Linked DNA regions of Gossypium hirsutum: regions 1 and 2 are each linked to region 3. Evidence: chromatin contacts called from public Hi-C data. All regions are on one chromosome and are shown on one strand. The core of a region is the stretch at or near the end of the contact, and the rest is flanking DNA. Distances in the headings are between cores, read along the strand shown. Region 1 holds the start of LOC107908481. Region 2 holds the start of LOC107908478 (extensin). Region 3 holds the start of LOC107908488 (serine/threonine-protein kinase 11-interacting protein).

Region 1 (4,289 bases), core at 1,308-3,807, 370 kb before region 3:
TTCCGGCTGGGTTTGGGGCGTCACATTGTCCAGCACTGAAGCAAAATATATTTATTCTGATAGTTGTTGTGCTCAAGTTTTATGGATGAAGCAACAACTTAAGAACTATGGAATTGATATAGATACCATTCCTATCAAGTGTGACAATACTAGTGCTATTTGTCTCACTAAAAATCCCATCTAACATTTTAGGACTAAACACATTGAAATAAGACATCATTTCATTAGATATCATGTCCGAAAAGGTGAAATAGTTCTAGAGTATGTAGGCACTTTGAACCAATTAATTGACATTTTTACTAAACCTTTAGATAAAGAGAGATTTTGGACATTTAGGAGAGAACTAGGTTTGACCACCTGGCCTTGACTTTATGTTGAATTTTTCCATGCACTTTGATTGAATTTTAAATTGTTATATTGTTTTTGTATTGCAGAAAGCTTGATGAGAAAAATATTCATGGCTCTTATATCCAAAAAGATAAAGGGAGTTTTATGTGGTTATTTGATCTATTTTGACATTATTTATCTAGTTTGACTTATTCTTTTGATGCTCTTGGACTTGTTAAAATGAACTTAATTTTATTAACTTAGTCATTTTTTTGAATTTATTTTGATTTCATAAGATTGTGGTACGAGAATAGCGGAGAATACCGTTCGGTTAAAATCCAAGAATGGCAAGAATCCGTCTAGCCAAAAACACAAGTGCAATTTTAAGAAAATTTTATTACTATAAATATCACAAATCAGCTCGATTTTCAAAATTTTAACTTTTTGCTGTGCAAGAAAACTGTTTTTGAATCAAAAAATTTTCAACAATAGCTACTCACTTACGACCTTCGTCTTTCCTTTGTCTTGAGATGGCCTAACATCGTTTTTAGCTATGTACAATAATTCAGTCATAAAAATAGTATTAGTTTTCACTCAATCATATGATAAACACATCAATTAAATATACTTTGCATTTTATTCATTTTAGTCCTTATATTCAAAATGCTCATATTTTTGGATATTTAGTATCAAATCAAAACCGAGTTTCATATTATTTCATTAGAGGCCTTGTACTTCTAATCTATAGCATAATTTCTTAACAACTTTTAATTGTTTATAATTATATAATTGGAGTTCAATGTGGAAATTAAATTAATTAGTAATAGCAATTTTATTGAATAAATAATTAAATTCATTTTTCAATAGTAAAGTTTTCATGACTCGAACTGAATTAGAATTTGATTGAAAAAATAATTTGATTAAAGAAATTAATTAATTAAATTAATTAATTAATTAATTAAACAAATAATATTTTAAAAATAAAAACAAATTATTAGGTAATAAAATTATATAAATTAATTTAAAAATTAAATAACACAAATAATTCAACCTAATACAGAAAAGTTACTAATAAGCCCATTTGTGATGCGATAAGCAGCACACAGGGATTCTAGAAGGGTGTGCACCGCCTACCCCTTTTGATTAATTTGTGTGTTTCATCTTATTTAATTTATGTGTAAATTCTCCTAAATTTATTCTGATTAATTGGTTTAAGTTAAATTATTTATTCAATACCCTTTTGTGGAATTCTATTTTTATCCCCAAGTCCACTGCGATTGTTTTGAAAATTGGGATAAAAAACCCTTTAGATGCCAATGCACAGAAGGCATGGTAGAGGCATCCTCAATCTAACTGAAATTATCATATAATTAGTTAAATGTAACTTAAAAGTCAATAAAAAGGGTAAATTATATCATTAGTCATTAAATTATAGATAAATTTTTGTTTTAGTTCTGTAATTTAAAAAAATTATAATTTAGTTACTAAACTATTTAAAAGTTTTCATTTAAGTAATCGAATTGTTGAAATCAATACTATATAACTTTTTCTATTCGTACTATCTGCACCAATTTTTTTCAAATATAATTTAAATAAAATTTTTTAAATAATTAAATAACCAAATTTTATATTTTTTAATTAAGTGACTAAAACATAATTATAATTTAGTAACTAATGGTGTAATTTATTCTGAGAAAAAAGAAATGAGTTTTAGCAAATGGAAAGTTAGCAATAGCATGCCGGATTTTATTTAAGTAATTTAAAATTTTTAAAATTTTTAAATTATAAAATTACATTTTAATCCTTTACAAATGATAAAAATTAATTAATTTTTTAAAAATTATAAAAATATAAATTATAAAAATAATAAAATTATATTTTTACTATTATAAAAATTATAATTTAATTTCAGTTAGCTTTCTACCTCCGTCGAAAGTAACTTAAGAGTTTGGACATATAATATTTGGGGTTGGAAATGGAATTTAGGAGTAATTATAAATTTTGAGCTTTTGGAGTTAAAAAGGAGGGTGTAAGAAATTGAAGCAAGCACGCAACCCAAGTTTTGAACGGTATACGTACATTTCAATTCTAGAAGCACTTAGAATTGCTGTTCAAATCATAGCCACTCGCACCGTACGGCTATAAACCGTCGACGATAACTTCATTAGAAGGCAAAGCAATTCTAAGCATGTATCATAGCCTTCTACAAAAGCAAATCAATTTTGATACATGGAGTGAAATATATTAAATTTTATTTATGAAAGCTATTAATTTTTAAGTTTGAAAATTATTCGATTTAGTTGAGAATTAATTATTTCTGAATTGATATATTTTTATAGCATTTAAAAATCTATTTTTTAATTTTAAAATGTATTTTGAATCATTTAATTTTGAGTTTGGGACTTAAGTTATAATTATTTTAGTGAAACTATGCGAATCAAAACTTTTAGACAGGATTATTAAGGGAAATGATGAGTTTCGAACTTTAAATCGAGTTTAAATTATATTGAGATCGAATTTTAAGACTTAATTTTTATTATATATTAATTAGGTTTTATTAAATTTAGTTTAAATTTACTTTTTAACCTATATATAAATGTCTCTTCATGATTTATTCTTTTATGCAATATTACTTTTGTTTAACAGATGTGGGGATTTATTTTTTATCATTCAATTTATCGAGCATTATTTGTTTGAGGAGAATTAATAGAATTTATATGGTTTATTTATTTATGGTTGATATTCCTAAATTTATTATTTTAATTATTTTTGTTTGATCTTCCTCCATTGCCCGTTACCACACCCCTTTCTTAAGCCTATGCTTTAATCAGAAGCAAAAGAAACTGGAAGAAGAATAAGCAAACAGGATTTCCATTCAAACAAAATGGCAACTGTTTTAGATTCCCATTTCTTAGCTCTAACTGCCATTGTAACTGTATGTTTTTATTTTCTCCCTCTCTCCCTCCAAAATAATTGATGTTTGATTTATTTTGGGTTTTGCTTGTGCAGTTGGGATATCAAATATTTTTCTTTATAATCACCGCTCTTCTCAAGTTCGATAAAGTCACTGACTTTGCAGGTACCTCATCCATAAATTTAGCTTCTTTAATTGTTCTTTTGAACCTTTATTAGAGCATAGGAAAGGTAAAGACCCATATAACAATTCATACAATTCTTCAAATGTGAATTCATTGGTTTCTAAATGATATCGTCTTTGTTTTCTTTTGCTCAGGAAGCACGAATTTTGTTATAATTGCTGTGTTGACTCTGATAATTAAAGGATCATGGCATTTTCGTCAGGTAATTTGGATTGACTGCGTAAAAGTTTGCTTCAAACATCACTGGTTTAAACTGTTCATCTGTTAGGTGTTGACTCATTTTAGAGGGTCCTTAAAGCTCATTTATACTGTTCTTGCACCTCCTGTTTGTATGTAGTGATTTTGCAACTCTGCTTTCCAGGTAGTATTGACTTCGCTTGTAGTAATATGGGGGCTACGCTTGGCAATTTTTCTATTGATGAGGTATAATAGTATGAAATTTTATTAACTATTTTTTCCTTTTTTTTTTGTTTATATATATTTGATGATTTAATTGAAAGATTACCAATATCATGTGAAATGCGTTCAGAATTTTGCAATGGGGCGAGGATCGACGTTTTGATGAGATGCGCAGTAATTTGGGGAAATTAGCAGTTTTCTGGATATTTCAGGTCTTCGTATCTGTCTGATCACACCCATTTCTTTGCTGTTTATCAGTGTGACATCTAATAAACTTTACTGCACCACAATCTTTACATGCATTGCAGGCTGTCTGGGTCTGGACCGTGACTTTACCTGTAACCGTGGTTAATGCTAGTGATAGAGATCCATCGGTTCAGGCTGAAGACATCATAGGGTGGATTATGTGGTCAGTGGGTATCTCTTTTGAAGCTGCAGCTGACCAGCAAAAGCTTTCTTTCAAAA
Region 2 (4,445 bases), core at 856-3,355, 440 kb before region 3:
CACTGAAGGACACCAAGAATATACCAAAGAGGCGACGAAAGAAAACCAAGTCAATGATCCTCAAGGATTATATGATGCAAGGGCAAGGAATTTATTTTGATGGGTAGCACTATCTAGTATAAAGAAGTGAAGATGACCTAAAGAATAGGGAGGCAAATATTCTAGAAGCAAAGTCTTCTTCCCTGATTTAGTACATTCTTTCTTAATCCACCATCCTTTATTTATTACTTCTTTGTGTGGTTTGATTCTGGAGCTAACTCATTGTTCCACATACTTTATTGCTTTCTCAAATGCTTTATAAACTTTTATTCTTCCAACTTAGGCACCCTTGCATTAATTCATGCCGTCGTTCTTTCTTATTATTATAATGATAATTTTATCTACCTCACCATATCATCTCCATGCTCCTCACGTTTATGCTGAATTTTCTTTTGGCTTTCAAGATTAGAGAATATATTTTTTGAAATTTTTTATTTGCTTCTTTCGTAGAAGCACTGAGATTATCATTTTATCTTTTCATGGAAGATGATGACATTAGAAAAGCATATCTTCTCTAATCTTTATGTCCAAACACAAATCATAACAAGTTTGAGGCATTGAAATTTTACATTGTTTTATGTTCAAAGTGATTAATTATAATTTCGTCATATTCGATATTTTATCTTAAAAGTTGAAATAAGAGTTTTAGTTTCCCTTAATGAAAAGAATATATTTCATTTTTATCACCTCTCAAATATCAATAAATTAATATTTAATCCTTTAGCCTATCAGAAAATTTTTATTTTTTACCCTTTTTTATAATTAATTTTTTAATTTAAAGTTTTTTTTAAGTAATTTTATCAAAAAATATTGAGTGAAATAATAAAATACATTACTCTCAAGCAAAAAATTCAAGTTTGAACTTTGAATATGACATCATTGAGAGGAACAATCACGAACTTTTAATCTTTATAAACTGAAAAATATATATAAATGATACATTAATTAAACCAAAATTTAAAAATTTTATCTTAAGCCCCTTTGCGTAAAGTTACTAGCTTGGTCCCTACTTACCCCAAAGTGATGGCCCATATAGAAGGGCAAATAATCATGTTGATGCTTCAGTATGACACGTTACATCGATGCTAAAATATGCAGCAAAAGGGCACATTTTTACGATCTCACCAGTCGTAAAACTTTCTAAGAGGAAAAAAAACAGTTGTAAAACTGCCTTTTTCATTCTAATATTCCAATTAGTTAAGACTTTTATAGAGAGGGTCCAACAGGATATGTTCAACATACCCAAAAAAAAAAGGCTTTGCACAAAGCTTAATCCTCCCAATGGCAAAATCTCAGCTTCATCTTTGATTAATATCACTCTCTAGTTATATCATTTGGACTCTTAATTTTTAAAAGCACTTATTCTTTTTTATATTTTTTTCGGATTTACATTCAAATATAAATATATATATACAATTAAATTATCATTTATTCATTTTTCATATTTCAAACTCATCATAATCCAATTCTCAGGATGATTCAAATCATAAAAATTGTGAGAAAGTGAGAACTTTGAGTAGAAAGCAAGCAAGACAAAAGCGCAACCAAAAACCTTCACTTTGATTTTTCCCAATATGAAAGCAAGCATATATGCCAATTTTGCATCAACAACATGAAATGTTTAAGTTAAATCAAAGTGAACAACTTCCTTTACACCTTTTAATCCCTTTACATTATTCTTCATATTTACATTTCTAAGCAAAAGTGAGTACTCATTTACATAATCAACTCGAGCCAAGCTCGAGTTTAATTCTAAATTCGAGATCCCTCAAGTTTTAACTTTAAAAACTCAAACTTGATTCAAGATAAAAACCAAACTACTCGAATTCACTCGATTAGTAAAAAATAAGATTTAATTCTCATGCTCAGGTCTAAATTCGATTATTTATGCTTCAAGCTTAAATTCAAAATTAAAATTTTTCAATAATGTGCTCGCTAGTCATTGGAGTCAAATTTTAAAATATTAAACAAATTAAATTTAAATGTTAATTTTTTTCAAATCGAAACAAATATGTCATTTACATCCGAGTTACAATAAAAGTAGATACTCAAGAATCAAATCTTTGATGGCCAACATACACAGTTGTCTCCTTTGGTTGCCTTTATATATGTCTCAATTATCAGTCTTCTGCTCTTTGAATAGTCTTTGAGTGATTTGGCATTGCTGAAATTGAATCATGGAAAACAGGCTTTGCATGTTCCTTCTCTTTTCAACAATGGCGGCCACTCTTTCCATGCATTGCGGTAAGCTGATTTCTGCTACATTATTGTTTTATTTAAGTTCCTCATTTTTACCATGTCAGTAGGGCAAATCCAAAGAGGGGTCAAAATAAAATTATAATTTTTTTAGAATTAAATGTAATTATATCGTTGGATTAACCTACAATGTTATTATTTTTAAAAAGATTTATAATATTAATATTTTACCCTTATGACAAGGCCCTGCCCCTAGAACTAGAAGTGTGGTAAAGGATTCCATTGTTTTAGTTTTTGACAGTCCAAATGTTGCATGGAGTATATTTAGTTTGCTTCGCCTCTAATGAATATACAAACTCGCATCATGTAATTTATGTCTTCCTCAGTAAACGAATATTTCTATTTTGTTGTATAAGTGTGAGTCATTAAGTAGTCATGCCATGTTTATGTTCTAGTTTTGGTATTATAAGCTTAGTTGTTTTAAACCCTAACATTTGCAATCTTTTCATTTATTCAGGGTGATATATATTATTGGGGAAGGGCAAAAATGTTTTGGGATGATTAAATGTAAATCTAACAGTTGTTTATTGGGCAGATGCAAGAAAATCAATGGAACATATCAAAGATCCAAAACATCAAAGAAATTCAATCATAAAGCACACAAAGAACTTAGAGCTAATGAGTAAACTTATGAGTTTAGTGATTGAACAACCCACTGATACATCAAATACTCAACCTTACGGAGTAAGCTCACCATTTTCTTTGCCACCATTTGATTCTTTGCCCCCTGAAAATTCACATCCTTACTGTGTTAACCCTCCAAATACCCCTGAACCTCCAATTGGAACCTCACCTTCCCCACCCTCTCCCTTTTACAACTTTCCTCCTCTTGGCCCACCACCAAGCCCACCCGGAATAGTTCCGAACCCGCCGATTATATTTCCAGGCCCACCCGGAATAGTCCCGAACCCACCTAGTAATTTTCCAGGCCCACCTGGAATAGTCCCGAACCCACCTAGTATTTTTCCAAGCCCTCCACAAGCAATACCAACACCAACAGGTTACATACCAAGCCCATCGGGGCCGGTATTGAGCCCACCCTATTACGAGCTGAGCCCACCAACCGTTGTTGTGAGCCCGCCATATAATGTTCCATCACCATTTGGGTTTAATCCAAGCCCACCAGAGTTTCTACCGCCAATTGTGTACCCACCCCCAACGGTTCTACCACATCCCAATAGGGCTCCAACCACACAATTATGGTGTGTGGCTAAGCCATCAGTGCCTGGCCCAATCATGCAAGAGGCAATGAACTATGCATGTGCATCCGGGGCGGATTGTGATTCAATTCAACCTAGTGGTCCATGTTTTCAGCCTGACACCATCTTTGCACATGCTTCCTACGCTTTTAATAGCTATTGGCAGAAAACCAAGATTGCTGGTGGCACGTGTGAGTTTGGTGGCACAGCCATGCTTGTCACAGTTGATCCAAGTGAGTTTCTCCATTAGATCTATCTATGGAAACTGACCGGTTTGGTTTAGGCCGCCTTTAAATAGGGTTTATTAAGCTCCGGACTTGGCCTAGTCATAAGATATAATTACAGTTTATCTAAGTGAAACTTTCAATTAGATTTTCCCATAAAAACTATCTGACTCGATTCAGAGTATCCTTTGAGTAAGATTTTCAGGAGAAGGCAGGGTCTTAGCCAACCTTGGTTTGGCAAAATTTATTCTTTTGGTCCCCAAAACTGAAAAGTTTTGGCTCCAAAAATTTACAATTCAATCTGACACTACTAAAAACTCAAATCTTATGCTCTTACAGAATTTTGTCAAGCCAAGACCCGGTGAAAAGTTTCTATTGTTATAAAATGGGCTATTAATTTGTGTTAAACTTTCGTGTGAAAACAGGTTACGACGGTTGCCATTTCGAGTACCAATATTGATTGGTGAAGATAGAAGAATGATCTCCTTTCTTTTCTCCAATAAACAATGTAAATTTACCATGACTAAAACTCCCCAACATAAATTTTGTAATTATAAAAGTTACATAGTTAAGATTCTATGAGGCCGTTGATTTAGGGTTCTTTCTATTTTCCTTCCTAAGGCTTATAACTGAAAATTGTACTGTGTAAACTGGATCTCACTTCTCCCTTCATGAGAACTGTAAATTGTATTGCTAACTCCTGAAATTTGCATGAGATCAATAAAAT
Region 3 (3,904 bases), core at 481-2,980:
CTATTTCATGTTTCATTGTCATGTAATTGTTTTTCTGAATTGTTTTTCTGAATTTAGCTGATTGCATTGATTGTTTTAATTCATAGGATCAGTGATGGACATCATTCAGCTTCATTGTTTAGTTTTTGGTATTGGTGCTCATGACATAGGCAGAGTAAGTAGAGATTCCCTTCTGCTGAAAACGAGGAACAAGTAAGCTTTTGATTTCTTCTGCTGAATGCTTGCTTTATATTGTAGTTGAACTAAGATCTTGAGGCAGTACTGCAACTTGTCAACAAATATGCCTTCTGGTTTTTGGTGCTTTAGAGGAAACATGTGCTCTTGGCAATTTAGCCTTCCTGAAGAGGTAAATTACTTTTGATTCATTGTGATTTTTTAGCAACCTTACCTCATGGCCTTTTATTTCCTAATTTATCAATGCATCATATAAATCCAGAATTGGTAGAGATTGCTTTTTCCCTTAACTTGTGGAATGGACACATGAAGTTGGAGGTTATTTTCAATGGCAACTTTGGATAGTATTCGTTTTCCTGCTAGATTGGTGAGCTATTTTGTTTGAAGTGAAGAATCGGTTTCATGGAAGGCCAATTGGAGTTGAGAGCAGGGTGAAAGAGATATTGTATCGGCTTGAATTTCTTCTATTGAATGCTTGCTTTATATTTTTAGTTGAAGTGAGATATTGAGGCAGTACTTCCGTTTAATTCAGAATTGTTGTAAACTCAATCGAGTTCTTGATGATAATTCGATATGGTTATGTTTTTTTTATTTTTTAGAGTTCAATTCTTACTTATTAAATTTTATTAGTTATAATTATTTTAAATTTTATTAAATCATATATTTTAATTAAAATATATTTAATATTAATTATTTCAAATTATCTTTTATAGTATCATATAATATATTATGATTTGAGTAAATTCATATAAGAATATTAATTATTAAGAATTTTATTAAATTATATATTTTAAGTATAATATATTTAATAATAATTATGTTTAAATATGATTAAATTATTTATTATTCATATTAATAATCTTATCAAAATTTAAATAACAATAACAATAATAATTTACCAAAACAAATTTCTGGTAATTATTAAGAATTTTATTAAATTATATATTTTAATTAAAATATGTTTAATAATAATTATGTTTAAATATGATTAAAATATTTATTATTGATAATAATAATCTTATTAAAATTTAAATAACAATAACAATAATCATTTACCAAAACAAATTTATGCTAAGGGTATTCTAGTCATTTTAGTTTTTTCCACTATGCTATTACACCTCTATTCCATTCAACCAAACACAAGATTACTATTACGCCTCTATTCCATTACATTCAACCAAATAGTTGATTTGCTATTACACATTTAATCTAATACACCTCTAATCCAATACACTTCTAATCCAATACACCTCTAATCCAATACAGCGAACCAAACGCACCCTAATATATTTTCCTCTTTAATAAAACTCTATTTAGGCAAAAATAAGGATTGAGATGGGGGCGGCAAATGGCAAATGCAAATTATGCAAGGTCGTTTATGCTTGAACAAACAAACATCTGGGGTGGACCCCGCATTTGTTTGGATTCTGGAGGAAGCCGACACGTTGTTTGGAATTGGATTCCCCATGTTGTGTGCATGTGCGCCAGGTGTCTCATTTCCCTACGCACCATATTTCACTTCCCAATTATTTGACCTTTTTCCCCCGAACCAACCAAAGCCAGAACATAATGAACCACCCCATCATTCTCAAGGTACGCTACAGCCGTCCTTTTCTATTTCCTGCTATTCCCCTTATCATTTAATGATTCATTTCTTCCTTTCAAACCTTCCTTCATTCGCATTCTTCAAACCCTTTGTTCACTTATGAGCTTTGGAATATGGCGGTGTGGGTGATTTTCTAAAACTTGATGCCAATGGCGATCGTCACAAGGGGTCGCTACCTTGAGAAGCTGTTCAAATTCGTTGACGACCAAGCGGGGCCTTTGATTGATGGAACTAAGGTTCTGAAGCTCAACCCGGCGGGGCTCCATTACGTGCAGTCTCGGCTCCAAGCGTTGCAGGAGCTCGACAGACTTCTAGTGGGAGCTCCAGTTGACTATCTACGTGCCTACGTCTCGGACCTTGGGGACCACCGTGCGCTCGAGCAGCTTCGGCGGATACTACGCCTCCTAACCACTCTTAAGGTGGTATCTGCCTTGGCCCCTCTTGCGCGTGATCCCACGCCGCTCTCGTTGCTCCCGTTTGGAAGACTGAAGGTTCTGGAACTCAGAGGGTGCGATTTGTCGACCTCAGCAGCCAAGGGGTTGCTTGAGTTGAGACATACTTTGGAGAAAATTATTTGTCATAATTCAACCGTGAGTGTTTTGCATTATTTTCGAACGAGAGGAAGAATTAATGACATTCATTCAGTTTTTGTGATTATAAATCATAAGATCTCCCTCCCCTATTTTCTTCTTCCTAACTAAGGACCATTAAAGTTATTAATTATATATGGGTACTTTACACAAATTTTTTTCTCAAGATCAATATTTTTGGCATGTGTAGGATGCTTTGCGACATGTGTTTGCCAGTAGAATTGCTGAGGTAAAGGGCTGTCCACAGTGGAACCGCTTGTCCTTTGTATCGTGTGCATGCAATTGCCTGCTACTAATGGACGAGTCTTTGCAACTTCTTCCCTCTGTTGAAACCCTTGATTTGAGTCGAAACAAGTTTGCCAAAGTGGATAATCTTCAAAAATGTGCTAATTTGAAGCACTTGGACCTTGGATTCAATCAACTGCGATCCATCTCATCATTTAGTGAGGTAGGAATAACTCAGATTTTTACTTGACATTTGATTTTGATTTGATGCTGAAAGATTTATCAAATGGGGCTTATAGCGGTATCATCTTCTCTAGCATGTATTTTTCTGGATACTACAATTGTTATTGCTTCCCTATCTTGTTTGCTTGTAATTGTGCAATTGTCTGTATTTAAACAATCATTTTCGTCGGAGTTTCGTGTTAGTTGTTACTTTCATGCGCATTACTTGAGTGCTTTGATTTTGCCTTTTCTTGTTATTTCCCATTACACTTCTCTATTTAAATTACTTATAGACATTCATTTGAATATTTTTTTCCTAGGTAAAAACTCCTTTGAATAATTTCTTAGTGACATGCTCTATATCTGAAGTTTTGATATAGGGACCTATGCACCATTGTTTTTGAAAATGCAGGTCTGCTGTCATGTTGTTAAACTAGTTTTGAGGAACAATGCACTATCTACATTGCGTGGGATTGAGAATTTGAAGTCACTTGAAGGGCTTGATGTTTCCTGCAATATTATTTCCAATTTTTCAGAGTTGGAGTTCATTGTGGGCCTCTCATTTCTACAAAGCGTGTGGCTGGAAGGGAATCCACTATGTTGTGCTCGATGGTATCGCGCACAAGTTTTCAGCTACTTCAGTCATCCAGAAAATGTATGTATATGGCATGTTTTTGTTGTGGAATTTCTATTAATATGCAATAGTCATGCTCCTTTTGCTAAATATTTCTTGTTTTGGTTTATCCTGTAATCTTGCTAATTATACCGTTCCTATGTTCTGTTGTATGGCTGATTAGTTGAAATTAGATGACAAGGAAATTAACACCACAGACTATTGGAAGAGGAAGATTATCGTTGCCAGCAGACAGAAACGACCTTCAAGCTTTGGGTTCTATTCTCCCGCAAAAGATGATGCTGAAGGAGCAGGGTGTATCAACAAAAAGAGGGTCTGTAAAGTTTCCCCAATTCTCTGATTTGTATGTTACTGTTGTAACTTCTGTCATCCATCATTCCCCTTTACTTGTGAAATGGTTTTGGCACACTGGTTTGTCTTTTTGACGCATTTGATGAAATTTTGTTGTGAACT

What was found. Hi-C and Micro-C count contacts between places; a contact is called where the count stands out from the background.
Region 1: a contact with region 3 is called in a Hi-C map of leaf, with 3 times the contacts expected there. The contact joins the promoter of LOC107908481 here to the promoter of LOC107908488 in region 3. A contact is called at or near these places in 8 of 34 Hi-C or Micro-C datasets (callus and leaf).
Region 2: a Hi-C map of leaf shows a contact between it and region 3, with 1.7 times the contacts expected there. The contact joins the promoter of LOC107908478 here to the promoter of LOC107908488 in region 3. A contact is called at or near these places in 2 of 34 Hi-C or Micro-C datasets (both in leaf).

Annotation. Positions count from the first base shown.
Region 1 is chrD02:42,956,492-42,960,780 of Gossypium_hirsutum_v2.1, reverse strand. LOC107908481 reads left to right here and starts at 2,557. Exons shown (of 10, transcript XM_016835660.2): 1 at 2,557-3,262; 2 at 3,337-3,406; 3 at 3,560-3,627; 4 at 3,787-3,848; 5 at 3,955-4,036; 6 at 4,133-4,289. The coding sequence starts at 3,212.
Region 2 is chrD02:43,030,212-43,034,656 of Gossypium_hirsutum_v2.1, reverse strand. It overlaps LOC107908478 (extensin), which reads left to right and starts at 2,105. Exons shown (of 3, transcript XM_016835658.2): 1 at 2,105-2,283; 2 at 2,831-3,727; 3 at 4,144-4,445. The coding sequence starts at 2,217. The coding sequence ends at 4,178.
Region 3 is chrD02:42,586,058-42,589,961 of Gossypium_hirsutum_v2.1, reverse strand. LOC107908488 (serine/threonine-protein kinase 11-interacting protein) reads left to right here and starts at 1,730. Exons shown (of 7, transcript XR_005910294.1): 1 at 1,730-2,370; 2 at 2,561-2,818; 3 at 3,230-3,472; 4 at 3,615-3,764.